5 separate regions of the Mus musculus genome follow, and all the other regions are linked to region 3. Evidence: chromatin contacts called from public ChIA-PET, Hi-C and promoter capture Hi-C data. All regions are on one chromosome and are shown on one strand. Each heading gives the region's core, a stretch centred on a gene start, on an enhancer-like site or on the middle of the called end of the contact. The rest is flanking DNA. Distances are from core to core; before and after follow the strand shown.

Region 1 (2,700 bases), core at 167-2,666, 270 kb after region 3:
AATTGTGTTCATCTCTCATTCTGCCCCGCTTTGAAATCATGTTCCTCTTTTTGATCAAAATAATGCCCCTGAGGTTTCCAGATGGTTGTGTGCATAAATATGCAATTTAACATTTTTTTTTCTTGCCTTGTTGATTCTCAGCAGAGAAAAGGCAGGGCTGCAAGAATCTCAGCTCCTAAGCTCAGCTCTATAGTAGTGGGGTGCTCTACACAGCCAGTGGGGTGCTGTGGGTTAATGTCCAGCATTCCTCTTTACTATTTGACTCTCAACCCCCTACATAAGTTAAACGTGCGGTGACAATATATGAAAACCTATCTCCCTCACCACACACTATATTCTGCACAACTCACAGTAAAAGCAATCTAGTTTGGGGGTGGGTTTGCACCCCAAGACTAGAACATTTGCCTGGTATCTGTGAAGCCTTGGATTTGATCCCCAACACACACACACACACACACCTTATTTTTTAATGTCATCATAGAGTAGTATTTTCTAACCACTTGTGGGGTAAAATGCCTTGAGATTAGTGCCTTCTGTGCACCTGCCTTGTTCCAGGTTACCTCAGAGAATCCTTAAACAATACCATAGTCTAGTGGCCAGCAAGGAGGGTCATATTCCATCTCCTATACAGACAAGAAAGTCAATGCTCAGAAAAAGCAAGGGACTTAATCAAGATCATGGGGTAGAAAATAGTTTTATTCGTGGACAGGAATGAACTGGTTAAGCCGTGGTTTAAATGAGAGGAGGAACTGGAGGTGTGGCTTAGTGGCAAGGGCTCCTGCCAACGATGTCCAAGGTCTGGGGTTCAATCACCAGCTCTCTCCAAAACATGTCCTGTCATCAGGATGCCCCCTGAAAGTCATGCTTCTCTTCTAGCATTCCGATATATAGTTAGCAAGTACCCTCACCTTGTCCACTTTCCATAAAAGCATCTATGTATAGTCAGAAATAGTGAAGGAGAAAACAGTGATGTCATCCCAGAGAAATACAATCAGACCAACTTCTAATTGTGTGCGCCAACACCACCCTGGGAACTTCTAGGGAAATCTCCCTCACTATCAGGTGGAGAGAATGAAGCCCAGAGAAGTGGAAAAGTTGGTCAAGGCCACTCAGTTACCTGGTGGACATCTGGAGACAAAGGTCTCTGTGTGCAGGTCCTTGTGCCAGTTTCTCACCCCTCAGTGCACAGTGGTGTGAGCTGTCAGCCTGCGCTCCTAGCCTCACACATTAACTATTGCAGCAGGCTGTGCTGGGAAGGAGCTGAGGACACCCCTAAGGAGAAGCATAGTTAACAGAGCCTGTCTCCTGAGAAGTGTTACTAAGGAGTTAAAAGAGAGAAAAAGAGAAGGCTGGGATAAGCCTTGAGAGATCACATGAGTAATGACTGGAAAATATTTCTGAGGAGTTCATGCTGATGCAGGGAACCAGGAGCTGGCGAAGAGCTTTGGAGAACTGCATGTGTCTGGGAGAATCCCTGAATCTTCCTGTCTTGCTAGGTCTCCATTGCTTGCTCCTTAGCCATGGGCACAATCTACTCTTCCCATGTGTGTTTTGTGTTTTTCTCAGGAAGTAAAAGTGGTTTTGTGGGGGTTTGTTTGTTTGTTTGTTTTAACCTTTACTGGATATTATAATTTCAAAGGAAAATCAGCCCTGTTTATGGCTTACTAAAATTCTAATAATCTGTTTACTAGGCATGAAACCTTCCTTGTATGTATATATTCTGGTCTCTGTTCAGATTTTACATATTAGGGAAAGGAGTGTTGATATCTAGAAACTCAGAGTGGGAACCCTTCATTGTCATGTTTTAGTAATGTGATCCCCAAAAGCTTCTAACAATAACACAACACGGCTTCCGGCTGTCATCGCCACCCTTGGTATTATTATTTCCGATTTTCCCGTTGCTGTGACTCACAGCTTGTGACTTGGAAATACATTGTCAAATGTCACCTCTGTGGTTCGGGCATAGCCAAAGACCTCAGCTCACCTGTTGCAAAGCCCCGTGCCCTTTAGAGAAACAAAGAGCACAGTATGTAGTCACAGACAGCTAGACAAAGCACAAGACCTTCAGAGGGCCACAGAACACACTCAGACCTGCTTTCTCTGACAGAAGAATTTCCTTAGAGCTGCCTAAACCCTCTTGTTTTTTCAACTAATTTATCAGACACTGCTCTACTTGGAAAAAAAATACAACAATTTACTGTTTAGACAGAAGGGACAAAGTTGCCGTGATTCAGGGGGTGGACCTCTCTTTCCTAGGGCATTAGTGAAAATTGAGGCCTCATTTCTAACTGCTCCTGTGACAAGCAGCAAAATGACTATATCATCACAGGTCAATTTGAGGTCATGAGGCCCCTAAAAGTGTGTGGGTAAATTTTAACAAGAGCCACGAGATTTCAGTGGTACACATTTGGTTCTGTCCATGGGTGATTAGTGGGCTGGACAGTTGGCTTAGGTGGTTAAAATGGTGGCCTAGCACACATCAGGCCCTGGGTTCAATCCCCAACACTGAAGATAGATGTTGAGGCCCAGGAAGTTAAGATCACTATTATGTTTTATAAAAAAGAAAAAGAAAAGAAAAAGAAGCCAGGGATATGTTTTGTGGAGGCTTGGTATGGTGTGGGGCAATAAGGTGCCTCTGTGGGCCCATGCTGAGGTATCCCTTCCCCCTGAGGTACCAGCCACAGGATGGTAAAGTGTAGA
Region 2 (2,700 bases), core at 4-2,503, 480 kb before region 3:
GTTGACGGGCGCTGTCAGGCCCCGCACAGAGGAGAAACAGAGGCAGACTGGGCAGCTTTTCAGACCTCAGTGCCATGTTCTCAGCAGAAGCAGGGTTATAGTGCCTACCTGGAGATGCAAGTGCCCACACCGGAGAACAGATTCTCAGCCTGGTGAGCACTTGGAAATAGATACACACTTGTCTCAGCTAGATAAGCCGGGCTCTGCTCCGTGCCTGTTGATGGTGCGTAATTTTGTAATTAGGACTTGATAGACTCAAAGGAGGTTTGTTAAACAGCTCCTTATATATATTTTATTTGCTTAATCATTTGTTTATTTTATAGGGAGGACAGCTGGTACGATGGAGCGCATGGGGGTCAGAGGACAACTTGTGGGAGTCAGTTCTCACCTTCACCATGTGGGTCTTTGAAATCAAACTTGGTCCTCGGTCTTGGTGGCACGAGCCCCTACCCTCTGAGGCATCTCGCGCTCCCTTTATTGAGCATCTCTTGACACAGCTTCCATGTTTCTTTACTGGAGGTTTCACCCACGTCCACAGTTTTAAATTTGCCACCCAATCCTTTCTCTGATACTTATTTGCCTACTTGCTCTGAAGTTCATTTCTCTTCCAGTAATCAGCCTCGGGAGTTCTTACTGTTCACGATGGTTGGGAAATCAGAGATAGACAGGAGGCTGGGCTTCTCTCAGAGCGTTCCCACGGTAGGGAACCCCTGCCCGGGTGATGTGCAGTGAGCATGCCCGTTCGGTGGGTGACAGCTGCTGGGACGGCAAAGGATGTGTTTGAGGTGGTGGTGTTTGTATGGAAAAAGTCATGTACTCATCAGGAAGAAATTCTCTCTGGATTGCCTAGACTCACATAGAGGCTCAGCAACAGCAGCAGCATGAGCCAGAACCCCTCCCGCTGTGCTTCACCCCCAAGAGGCTTGCACTGAAGGTGGCTTTCAACATGGGCTGACAGGAAACCTAAAGTGGCTGCTGATATCCTGCCACATGGCTGCATGGTTTTAGTTGTAGCACTTGGGGGAATAACATACTCTTCTGAGAAATGTAGGGAATGAAAAAAAAATCTCACACAAAAATTTAGCTATTTAAAAATGAAGCTATTTCTATGCATGGGGAACTTTTTTTTTTCTTTCAAATTAAAGGTTGGCAGTAGCATTCGTCAGTGTTACCAGTGTGACAGTCTGTGAGACCCAGTTTCCTTCAACATTGGGCCACCCTGCTAAGGGTGCGTTTGTCACTGACCTCAACGCCTGTCAGGAAAGGAAGACCTTTGAAAGTCCCAGAGACCTTGAATCCTTTCTCATCGCCTGAGGCTCTCAGAGGACCTGAGTGATTGATTATGACTCAGTCAGAAGTACTTAATTTTTTTACTACTTATTCTTTGAGATTGTGTGTTTTGGTTGTATGTGTGAGTTTGATGTCTATTTCTTTGTGTGTGTCTATGTGTATGTGTGCACATGTGTGCACACTCATTTGGAAAGATGTTTCCAGTGTGCTACACTGAGCCTCACTTCAGGGACTCTGGTTTCCCTGAAGGGGGAGTTCTCCTCACCACTATTATAAGCAGCCAGGGCTGAGAACTGGTCCACTTTTGCACCCAGTTTATCTATCCAGTTCAGATGAGCTCATGCATTCTGGACCTGGCTCGTTATCAGGAGCCTGGCAGACTTCTTAAATGTTTTGTAGGGATCTCTGTTTGGATTTTGGTTTCCCCCATGCTGCCCAAGCAAAGTTAATTACTTCCTGTGTGATAACTTACCCGAGCCTCTTTGATCTCACTTATGTGGAATTATTGTTTTTTTTTTTTTTTTTCCGGTTCTGTCTGCCTATGTAGACAGTCTTCTCTGAGGCAGAGACTGTGTGCCGTGCATATGAGAGTCTCTGCCTTGGACACAAGCTGGCACTGACAATAGCTCTGTCGGTGTCCAGGGATAGAAAGATGGACACAACACTGAAAGAAAAAAAGGTATGACGTGTGGTTTAGTATTGGCTGCAAAATGCCTCTGTAAACACTGTCAAAGATAGCTATGTAGACAAACCTCTGCTTTCTTGTACTATCACCAGTATTCATCAGAATTATGGCAGCTATCGTCCTTTTATTAAATGATTTAGACCAGTAAACTACATCTGGAAATGAGGAACATACAGAGATGGGGAGGGGGGGTAATCAAGAGTGGAGGAGCAGGCTCACTAAGCCATAATCAAGTTGAAATCACTTCAGCTGGGGAGCAGACCCACTGTGAGGCTGTCAGGACAGTCCTTAGGCCTTCTGCGATGGGTAGAAGGTATGTGCCTGGCTGGGTTTGTCCTGGTTCCACAGTCTGGGCTGGATGAAGTGCTTAGATTTCCTGTAGACCTGTCCATTCTGAATGACCATGTTCATCCTGTGAAGCCATGGGTATCGCTTCAAAGATGATTTTAACACTCATTTCCCTTTCCAACTTGCGATGGGATTTCAGAGCTTTGCTAGCCTCGCTGATTATTAGCCCTTTCTGGGCTCAGTAATGAGAAGTAAGGAAATCCATGGTTTAGCCTGAGTCAAGCAGCATAAAGTGTGGGGCTCCGGGTAGGCTTCCCCTCGTGGCCCACGAGGAAGCCTGTCAGGCACTCCTGCACAGAGCCATGGGAGCAAGAATTCCAACCAAGTCCACAGAGCCTGGACAAGCAGTCACTTTGGAGCAGGCGATGCATTTATTC
Region 3 (2,700 bases), core at 81-2,580:
AGTCATCACAGAGGCACCAGTTAAAACCACAATGAGATTCCATCTACATCAGGAAGAATGGCTAACAGCAAGACACGGATATTGGAATGGTGTTGGTGGGCATATAACCTTCTGCAGCTACAAGGAAAACCAACGTGGTGATTTCTAAGAAAGCAAATGCTACAGTTGCCATATGACCCACCCATCCCACTCCTGGGCACCCACCCGAAGAACTCTGCATCCTACCAAAGAGACCTGCACATCTGTGGTCACGGCCGCTCTAGTCACAGTAGCTAGGAAATACAGTCAGCCTAGACACTATTAACTCAAGTAACAACAAAAATGAGGTACACACACAATGGAATTCAAGTCATCCAATAACTTGAAACTATGAGATTTTCAAGAAATGGAAGAAACTGAAAAATATTCTATTACCTTAACTCTCTCATGTGTGTTCAGCTCTTTTATATATACACATCTATATCACAGGAGAAATATGATCTTTAAGTTGGGGGTGGGGAGACAGCAGAACCCGTGTGACATAGAAGGGACACGATGGTCTCACTCAGCGAGAGCAGATGGCAGACAGAATGTACAGTCTAGGATGTCAACCGAAAGAAATGATACATGGAAAGCTGACATTTTGGTAAGCTAATCAAAAAACAATTTTTAAAAATATTTTGAATGGGATATTCACCCTGTGGGGATGAATAAAGGTGTTTCCAGAGGTTACAGCCTATTAAACAAGAATCCCAGGACCAGGGCAAGGCACTTCTCAGGAGGTGACCATGGGTGCTCCCAAGAACCCCAAAACAACCCAGGCCACTGCCCTTAGTTTCCTACCATAACTAGTTGGTCAGACTGTGCTGCTCAAGATCACACAGGATTGACCCCAGACACAGAGAAAGCAAGCTGCAGCTGGGCTGGAACCTCCCCCCTGCTGGCTAGGCTGAAGCTGCCAGGGGGCGCCATGCAGCTCGCCCTCCGGGTACCAACACTGACGGCCAGGCAGCTTGAGAGCACTGGTACGGCGGGAAGCCTGCCCACCTCGGGGCTGGACTTGCCACAGGAAGGACCTCGCTTCGGACGCTCTCCGCTGGTCAAAAGCCTGTAGCTGGGAAGAGGGGCTGCAGGATGCAAGTCGCGCCTATCAAACGGCCTTCTCCAGAGCTCACATGCCCGCAGAGCTGCTCAGACAAGCTTCTTCCTCCAGTGGGCAGCAGTGACTGCAGACTCATAACTACTCAAAGTCGAGAGAATAAACTAAACGACAGTTTGAATACCTCGCCCGCTATACCTAGGACATATAGAACAGCCCCTCAAAGCTCGGGGGCACTGTGGAAGATGGAGCAGAGAGAACGGAAGAGTCAGCGGAAGTGAGATAGCTGTGGAAAGCTGACTTCCGGATACGACAGGACTTTGGCAATCGCAGACCCACAGCAGCCTTGACATCTGCACTGGACTGCAAGGCTGGGTCTGTCAGGACCCTTCCAGGGAAGAGCAAGGGATCCGTGGAGCCCCACCCTCTCCAGGACTCACAGGCAGTTAAAAGTTGATGGGGGAGGAGACAGAATTTCCACAGCCCTGTAGCTATAAGGTGTACATGCTCTGTAAACAGGCTTCCGCCCACGCTCCTGCAGACAGCCCTGAGGAGACTCACAGGGTCACCACAACTGATAGACAAAGGCAAGACAAGAAAGCATAGGGGAGCCAGCTGGGAAGAGGATTGGCAGAACTGGGGTGAATATGACCGACATACACCATGCACATGCATAAACCGACATAATGAAATCCATTGCTGTGGACAACTAATACATAATAATTAATTAAATTATATACTAATTAAATATATATACTAATTAAAACACTTAGTCCCAACACTTGGGAGGTAATATCAGGTGGACCAAGGTTCAAGACCAATCTCAGGGACACAGGAGTTTATGGGCAGCCTCTAATACATGAGAGCCAGTTCAACAGAAAAAGCTTTTAAAAGAAAAAACTTGTGAAAAAAAATGAGCAATTTTCTAATTTTTAAATTTTTCTTGTTGAACCATTTGAAAGTTGAGACACCATCAGTTATTATGTATTTCAGCATGCCTTCACAATGTCAACAATGTTTCAAAGACAGTGTGTAATTCACACTGAGTCTCATGTAGCTCACCAGTCTCACAGTGGTTAAATCAACCGCTCATAACTTTCCTGGAAATACTGGTTCTCTTCCACAGGTTGCACACTGTTTCCAGGAACCTGGCTCGATGTTCTTTCCAGTTAGGTGACTTCCATCCTAACGCACTGTTACCCTTGTACTCCTGCATCTTCGTTTCTCACTCGGAGGCTCGGGAGGCCTCTTCCTCCCTGCTTCTGCTGAGGTGACGCCCTAGCATACTTGGAGGATTGGCAGGGTAGACAGTCCCTCTCAGGTACCCACGACATAAGACCTTTCAATGCACACATTCTGCTTGAGCTCTGAAAAGGTTTCCAGTACAGTTTTTAACGCTATTTCTATTTCTATTCCATTTGATTTTCTAGTTTAAGCATTAAGCAAATATAATGGACCCCCCCCCCAGACTCTCTCTCTCTCTCTGATTTTTCCTGTTTTCTTCCTCACATTTCAGTGTTATTTTCCTGGCTCTTATTTCTAGTCTTTATTCCTTTCACTGAACTTGTGGTAACACACTCCTCCCCTGGGTGTCTTGTAATTTAGTTTTCACTTCCAAGGTG
Region 4 (2,700 bases), core at 140-2,639, 320 kb after region 3:
ACAATAAAATGAAAAAAATCCTAAACCTCCATAGAACCAACAACACACTTTCACTCTGGTTCTGACTCTACTTGTGAAGATGATGCGTGCTTCCTGTGTGATGTGAAGTTATAACTTTCCAACGGGACTGCTGTGTGCTGACTCTGTAAGAACTGTCTGCTTGATCCTTACACGATGCTAACAGTGAGTTTATCAGCAGCACAGAGTTCTCAATTTCACTTTATTTATCACCTTGACATACAGACATTTAGCTGTCAGGCTAAGAGATGGTATTTAATAACAGTACCTATATCTAAGCTATTTCCACTACCCTTTCTGGCCAAATTTTACTGACTCTTATGAACATAAACATTTATTATGGCTAAAAGACCTTATTGTCCATTTTCTAGGCAGTATTTGCATGTACAGCCATCAACAGAGGAGGGAGAGAGAAAAACAGGAGGAGGAAGATGGAAAATTTTACTATTCAGTGCACCACCATCTTCTTCCAGGGGCCAAGCTTCCATTTCCATGGTGGAGAGCATTCTTCAGAGCTCATTTGGACATTTTTAACCTTGAAAAATAAATGTGGAAACCTGTTTTTATAAACATCTAGCTTTAAGACATTCTGCCAAGAACACTGGTCTGATTCTTCAAAATAATTGTCAGCAGAAAGGTCCCTGGTTCAATCCTGGCTTTCTGCACCAGATGAATAAAGAGGAGAAGTAAAAAGGACAGGAGTGCTCCCAGGTGTGGTGGAGGAGGGTTAATACACACGAGAAGCACAGCTACATAAAGGCAGGGACATCTGGGGTCCAGAGGAAGCTCTTCAATTACAGGTGAGGTCACCACAATGACATCTATGGTACTCTGACAACTACCTTTTAGTAAAGATTTTTTAAAATTCTCATTTTAGCTATATTTGTTTACATTTGGTTTTCTAACTGGATTTCAACCAATTTTTTCTCCTGAAAATTCTTCACCATTTCTTTTGCCTCTAGGTCCCCCGTTTCTCACGTCTACCCTTGAGTCTATTTGCAGTGTGCTTGTTCCTGCTCTTCTGCAGATACTGTAAGCACCAGCACTGCTCTAACTGATCTGCACTGTAGCCATACATACCTGCTTTGTGCTGCTGCTTAGTTTCTTATTAGTATTGCTGTTGTTGTTGTTGGTTTGGTTCGGTTTGGTTTTGGGCTTTAGGTTTCTTCCTTCCTAACCATTAACAAGTTACTGATTGCACCTTCAGGAAAAGACTACTCACTACATACATGTCATACTTCCTACTTAAAACCACAGAAAATATGAAAAAGCAAAGCAAAATTATTCTTCTATGACCTGTGTAGCAGGGAGAGGCTCCGGGAAGTGAAAAGCTCAGTAGATCTATCTAACTCAGTAAGAAGCATCTAAAGGCAGCAGAGCCGCAGTGTGGAAGACAGCTAAGGCACGCCTACACCAAGGTGGCAACTTGAAAACCAACCACAACCACAATATTCATGACACTGAAACTCAAGCAATCAGGAATCCGTGCTAAAGAAGAGAATCAAGATACAGACTAATTCAGCAAAATTATCACTCAGAACTCCTCAAATTTAGGGAGAAAAACGTACAAGGAACAGCTACAATTCAACAGAGGAAACCAGAAAAGTACATTTCGCTGTCATATTCCAATTAGAAACTGCAAGACAAGACACCACACACACACACACACACACACGCACACACGCACACGCACGCACGCACGCACGCACGCACACACACTCACACACACACACGCACACGCACACACGCACGCACGCACGCACGCGCACACACACACTCACTCACTCACTCACTCGTGGCAATTAAAGATTAAGTCTGAAGGGGAAGAGAGATGGCTCAGCAGTTTAGAGCACTTGTTACTCTTTCAGAGGACCTGGGTTGGATCCCCAGGACCATTTGGTGGCTCACAACGCTCTGTAACTCCAGTTCCAGGGAATCTGACCCCCTCTTCAAGCCTCTGTGAGCACCAGGCATAGGCAAAACACCCAATATACATAATACAAAATAAAATCTTAAACAAAAAAAAAGAAAACCTTTAAAAAATTGTATTTTTCATACCTTGGTTTCTTACTTTATGTATACCAAAAGACAAAACAAAAATAAACAAAATCCCTCAACAACTGTTTATAGTATGTTCTTATACAAATTACTTAAAAGAGCCTGAAGATCTCTCATCAATTCTACGAGTTACAGTTAACACCTTTTGCCTACAGTAAACCACTAAGACATACAGCTGCTTTGTGATCAAACACATTATCATTTCCACTCTTCCATTTCCAGAAAGCTGAGTGGCCTTTCAAAATGAAGGCTGTTTTGACTGCTCAATTGTACTTTCAAATCCTAACCATGGAATAGGTTTGTCAACACTTGGTCTTACAGAACACAGTGAGTCCCTCGAGTGTATGAGAACCAGCACGAAAGCTCACAGTCCTCCACGCAGCAATGACATTTCACGTTTAAAAGGCAGGTATGGAAGGGGTAATTCAGTAAGGTTGCCTGCCACCAGGAACTAAGTTCTATCCTCTGGGCCTACATGGTAGAGGGGCAGACTCTACCTCCACACCTCTACCAAGTGTATCCGTCAACATGTAGACATATACACAAATAAATACATGTAATAAAAACATTGTTTAAGCAGCAAGCAGGTTTGAAGACATCGTAGCGCTTGGAAGGCAGAGACAA
Region 5 (2,700 bases), core at 142-2,641, 400 kb after region 3:
ACGCATACACAGCAGTCCCACTGGGACAGCAGATGTCTTCACCCAGGTTCTTGCTTCTCTGCTCTGGGAGTTAGTCACCTACCATAGCAACAAGCTATCTAAGCTAAACCTATGCACGACCTGAGTGGAGTGGGGTATATGTTTAGTTCCTGTACTTGGGAGGCATAGCCAGTCGGATCTCTGAGTTCAAGACCAATATGGTCTACAAAGCAAGTTCTAGGACAGCCAGAGAGAGAGAGAGGGTGGGGAGAAGAAAAGAAAGAAAACCCGTATTGGTCTCACTACTTACCAGTTAGAAAGAGCCTGCAGCGCCGCGTTCATATAACAAGTATTTCCAATGTTTTTCAAACCTGTCAGGCCTGTGAAAAAGAAATATTAAGTCACCATTCAGCAAAACATGAATGACTCAATTTGTTTGGTGTTTATTAAGAACAATTTCAAAAGTTAAAGCTATAGAATGGGCTGATAGTTCACTAGCAGAGCATATGCATACTGTGCATAGAGCCCAGAATTCAATGCCTAGTGGGCAAACATACACACATTCACTGGCACAGTACAGGAACAACATTAAAAACACAGACACATGGAGACACAGGGCAGCGCCTGAACAACTCAGTGGCCACACTGTTGGAAATTTCTCACTCTCTAAATTTTTAAGCTTTAGATAAATTCAAGGGTTTGTTAATTTAACCTAAAAATCTGCACTTAAAAAACAACCTTTTCTACTGTTATGTAAGAAAGAATACATGGGGTGGTCACAATGACTAGGGTCTCATTATGTAGCACTAACGTCCTGGAACTCAATCTGTAGACCAGCTGACCTTGAGCTCACAGAGATCCGCCTGCCTCTGCCTCCCGAGTACTGGATTAAAAGTGAGACACAACCAGTTTAAGAATATATTTTAAATAATCTGACTTAAGATTACAGTTCTCATTTGGCCCAAAGCCCAAGTGGGAAGTCAGCCTGACGTCTGTGATGGGCATGGAGCACAGTGCCTTCCACAGGCTGCATTTACCTCGTCTGTTGGTTGGCACTCTATTTTTCTCAGTTTGCTCTATCATTAAGAGAGAAAACAGAGACTGACAACTCCCAACACAACAAAATAGAAACAATGACAAATATCTCAAAACTAGAATTATAAGCAAGGTGTGGTGGTGCACACTTTTTTAAAGATTTATTTATGTATTTATTTTTACTTAATGTATATAAATACACTGTAATTTTCTTCAGACACACCATAAGAGGGCATCAGATCCCATTACAGATGGTGGTGAGCCACCATGTGCTTGCTGGGAATTGATCTCAGGACAGGGAAGGGCAGTTGGTGCTCTTACCCGCTGAGCCGCCTCTCCAGCCCCTTGGCGCACGCTTTTAATCCCATCACTGGGGAAGCAGAGGCAAGTAGATCTCTGTGAGCTTAAAGTCAGTCTGGTCTACACAGCAAGTTCCAAGACAGCTATAAGTATGTAATAGAGAAATTCTGTTTCAAAGAAAAACAACAACAAAAAAACCTAAAAAATAAACTTAAAAAAACCCTACTGCAGCTCAGTAGAAGGGTGCTTGTCTAATATGCACACAGGTCCTGTGTCCCAACAACTAGCGGAACATTCAGAGTTTACATTAAGTACTGTGAGCCTTGAGAACAGGAAAACCAGCTGGGCGTGGTAGCACACGCCTTTAATCCCAGCACTCAGGAGGCAGAGGCAGGCAGATTTCTGAGTTCAAGGCCAGCCTGGTCTACAGAGTGAGTTCCAGGACAGCCAGGGCTACAGAGAAACCCTGTCTCGAAAAACCAACCAAAAAAAAAAAAAAAAAAAAAAAAAACCAGGAAATCCTGTCCCACTGCCTCCTAGTGTGGAAGTTCAAAGTTCTGAGTGACTAGGTCAAGAGGAGCCCTGGAACCGCCTGGCTCCTTTTCCAAATAATGCCGCCCCCTTACTCTTGTCTTCCTTTCTTTTCGTTTCTTTTTATAGATGCAGGTAAAATAAGAGCAGTGTAAGCTAACCTCTGACCTCAGCCTCCTCAGCGCTGGGTAAGACGTGCAGTCTGCCAAGGTACCGACTTCACATCACCCTAGCAACCCTTCCCTGGCAGGTGAGAACCCAAAAATAGGTCAACGGCTAAAGGCTCCCAGAAGACAAGGGAGAGTCCAGCTGTGACAAAGTGACACCAGACAAATCAAGTTTGCAATTACTGCAAACGCTGGTCTACAAGATCACGTCTGTGGGCTCTGTCCTTAATTATCATCTCTCATCTGTTTTGAACTACTCATTATGCAGCTTCCTAGTCAAATGGGCAGGGCCGCAGAGAGGAGCACTGACAGAAGAGCCCACCTCTAGCCTTCAGCTCGTCTTCCTCTTCCACTTCTATATCCAGATCTTCAGACACAGCAACCATGGGGGTTTTCAATGCTGGATTACTGGGAATTTTAAAATCCTTAATAATAAAAAGAAAACAAACTCGAATAAATCCTTATGCTATCAAAACACACTTTAATTTTAACTTACATAACATTTACACCACATATTGAATATTGAAAGATATTACCGTAACAACAGAAACTGGCCAGCATAGTGGCACGTGTTTGTAACCCCAGCACTCAGGCAAAAAGATCAGCTCAAGTCCAGTCCTGGTTGGTAAAAGGTTAGAGGGCAGCCTGAGCTACATGAAACTCTGCTCAGAAAACAACCGTAACAGCA

Evidence for each region. A called contact is a pair of places that touch in the nucleus more often than the background predicts. ChIA-PET counts read pairs in DNA pulled down with a chosen protein or histone mark. Capture Hi-C pulls out chosen DNA fragments and counts their contacts.
Region 1: a promoter capture Hi-C map of pancreatic islet shows a contact between it and region 3. The contact joins two enhancer-like sites. A contact is called at or near these places in 3 of 9 other capture datasets (adipose tissue, embryonic stem cells and pancreatic islet).
Region 2: a contact with region 3 is called in a Hi-C map of Th1 cells, with 3 times the contacts expected there. The contact joins two enhancer-like sites. A contact is called at or near these places in 11 of 484 Hi-C or Micro-C datasets (CD8 T cells, Th1 cells, bone marrow-derived macrophages and 5 more), 2 of 115 datasets of contacts at active chromatin or transcription factors (large pre-B cells and memory CD8 T cells) and 1 of 9 other capture datasets (liver).
Region 4: a contact with region 3 is called in an RNA polymerase II ChIA-PET map of memory CD8 T cells, with 14 read pairs. The contact joins two enhancer-like sites. A contact is called at or near these places in 1 of 15 datasets of contacts at CTCF or cohesin (the NIH/3T3 cell line), 3 of 115 datasets of contacts at active chromatin or transcription factors (CD8 T cells, effector CD8 T cells and memory CD8 T cells) and 1 of 9 other capture datasets (pancreatic islet).
Region 5: a contact with region 3 is called in a promoter capture Hi-C map of pancreatic islet. The contact joins two enhancer-like sites. A contact is called at or near these places in 1 of 484 Hi-C or Micro-C datasets (embryonic stem cells) and 2 of 9 other capture datasets (liver and pancreatic islet).

What each region holds. Positions count from the first base shown.
Region 1 is chr3:152,496,552-152,499,251 of GRCm38.p6, reverse strand. All of the region lies in intron 10 of Ak5 (adenylate kinase 5), which reads left to right. Among named protein-coding and RNA genes, the nearest start is that of 3110067G11Rik, 8.3 kb to the right of the region's middle. Within about 2 kb of position 1,416, at least 8 of the 459 cell types and tissues checked have an H3K27ac peak or open chromatin away from gene starts, as enhancers often do. A contact at or near this core is called in pancreatic islet, where this site is marked.
Region 2 is chr3:153,239,569-153,242,268 of GRCm38.p6, reverse strand. All of the region lies in intron 3 of St6galnac3 (ST6 (alpha-N-acetyl-neuraminyl-2,3-beta-galactosyl-1,3)-N-acetylgalactosaminide alpha-2,6-sialyltransferase 3), which reads left to right. Among named protein-coding and RNA genes, the nearest start is that of Gm52634, 16 kb to the left of the region's middle. Within about 2 kb of position 1,253, at least 43 of the 459 cell types and tissues checked have an H3K27ac peak or open chromatin away from gene starts, as enhancers often do. A contact at or near this core is called in CD8 T cells, Th1 cells and memory CD8 T cells, where this site is marked.
Region 3 is chr3:152,762,036-152,764,735 of GRCm38.p6, reverse strand. The region is part of intron 9 of Pigk (phosphatidylinositol glycan anchor biosynthesis, class K); the gene reads right to left. Among named protein-coding and RNA genes, the nearest start is that of Gm40181, 7.3 kb to the right of the region's middle. Within about 2 kb of position 1,330, at least 136 of the 459 cell types and tissues checked have an H3K27ac peak or open chromatin away from gene starts, as enhancers often do. A contact at or near this core is called in CD8 T cells, Th1 cells, effector CD8 T cells and 2 more, where this site is marked.
Region 4 is chr3:152,441,675-152,444,374 of GRCm38.p6, reverse strand. All of the region lies in intron 4 of Zzz3 (zinc finger, ZZ domain containing 3), which reads right to left. Among named protein-coding and RNA genes, the nearest start is that of 3110067G11Rik, 47 kb to the left of the region's middle. Within about 2 kb of position 1,389, at least 16 of the 459 cell types and tissues checked have an H3K27ac peak or open chromatin away from gene starts, as enhancers often do. A contact at or near this core is called in CD8 T cells, effector CD8 T cells and memory CD8 T cells, where this site is marked.
Region 5 is chr3:152,361,637-152,364,336 of GRCm38.p6, reverse strand. It overlaps Usp33 (ubiquitin specific peptidase 33), which reads right to left. Exons shown (of 24, transcript NM_133247.3): 6 at 2,335-2,437; 7 at 290-359. Among named protein-coding and RNA genes, the nearest start is that of Usp33, 17 kb to the right of the region's middle. Within about 2 kb of position 1,391, at least 3 of the 459 cell types and tissues checked have an H3K27ac peak or open chromatin away from gene starts, as enhancers often do. A contact at or near this core is called in pancreatic islet, where this site is marked.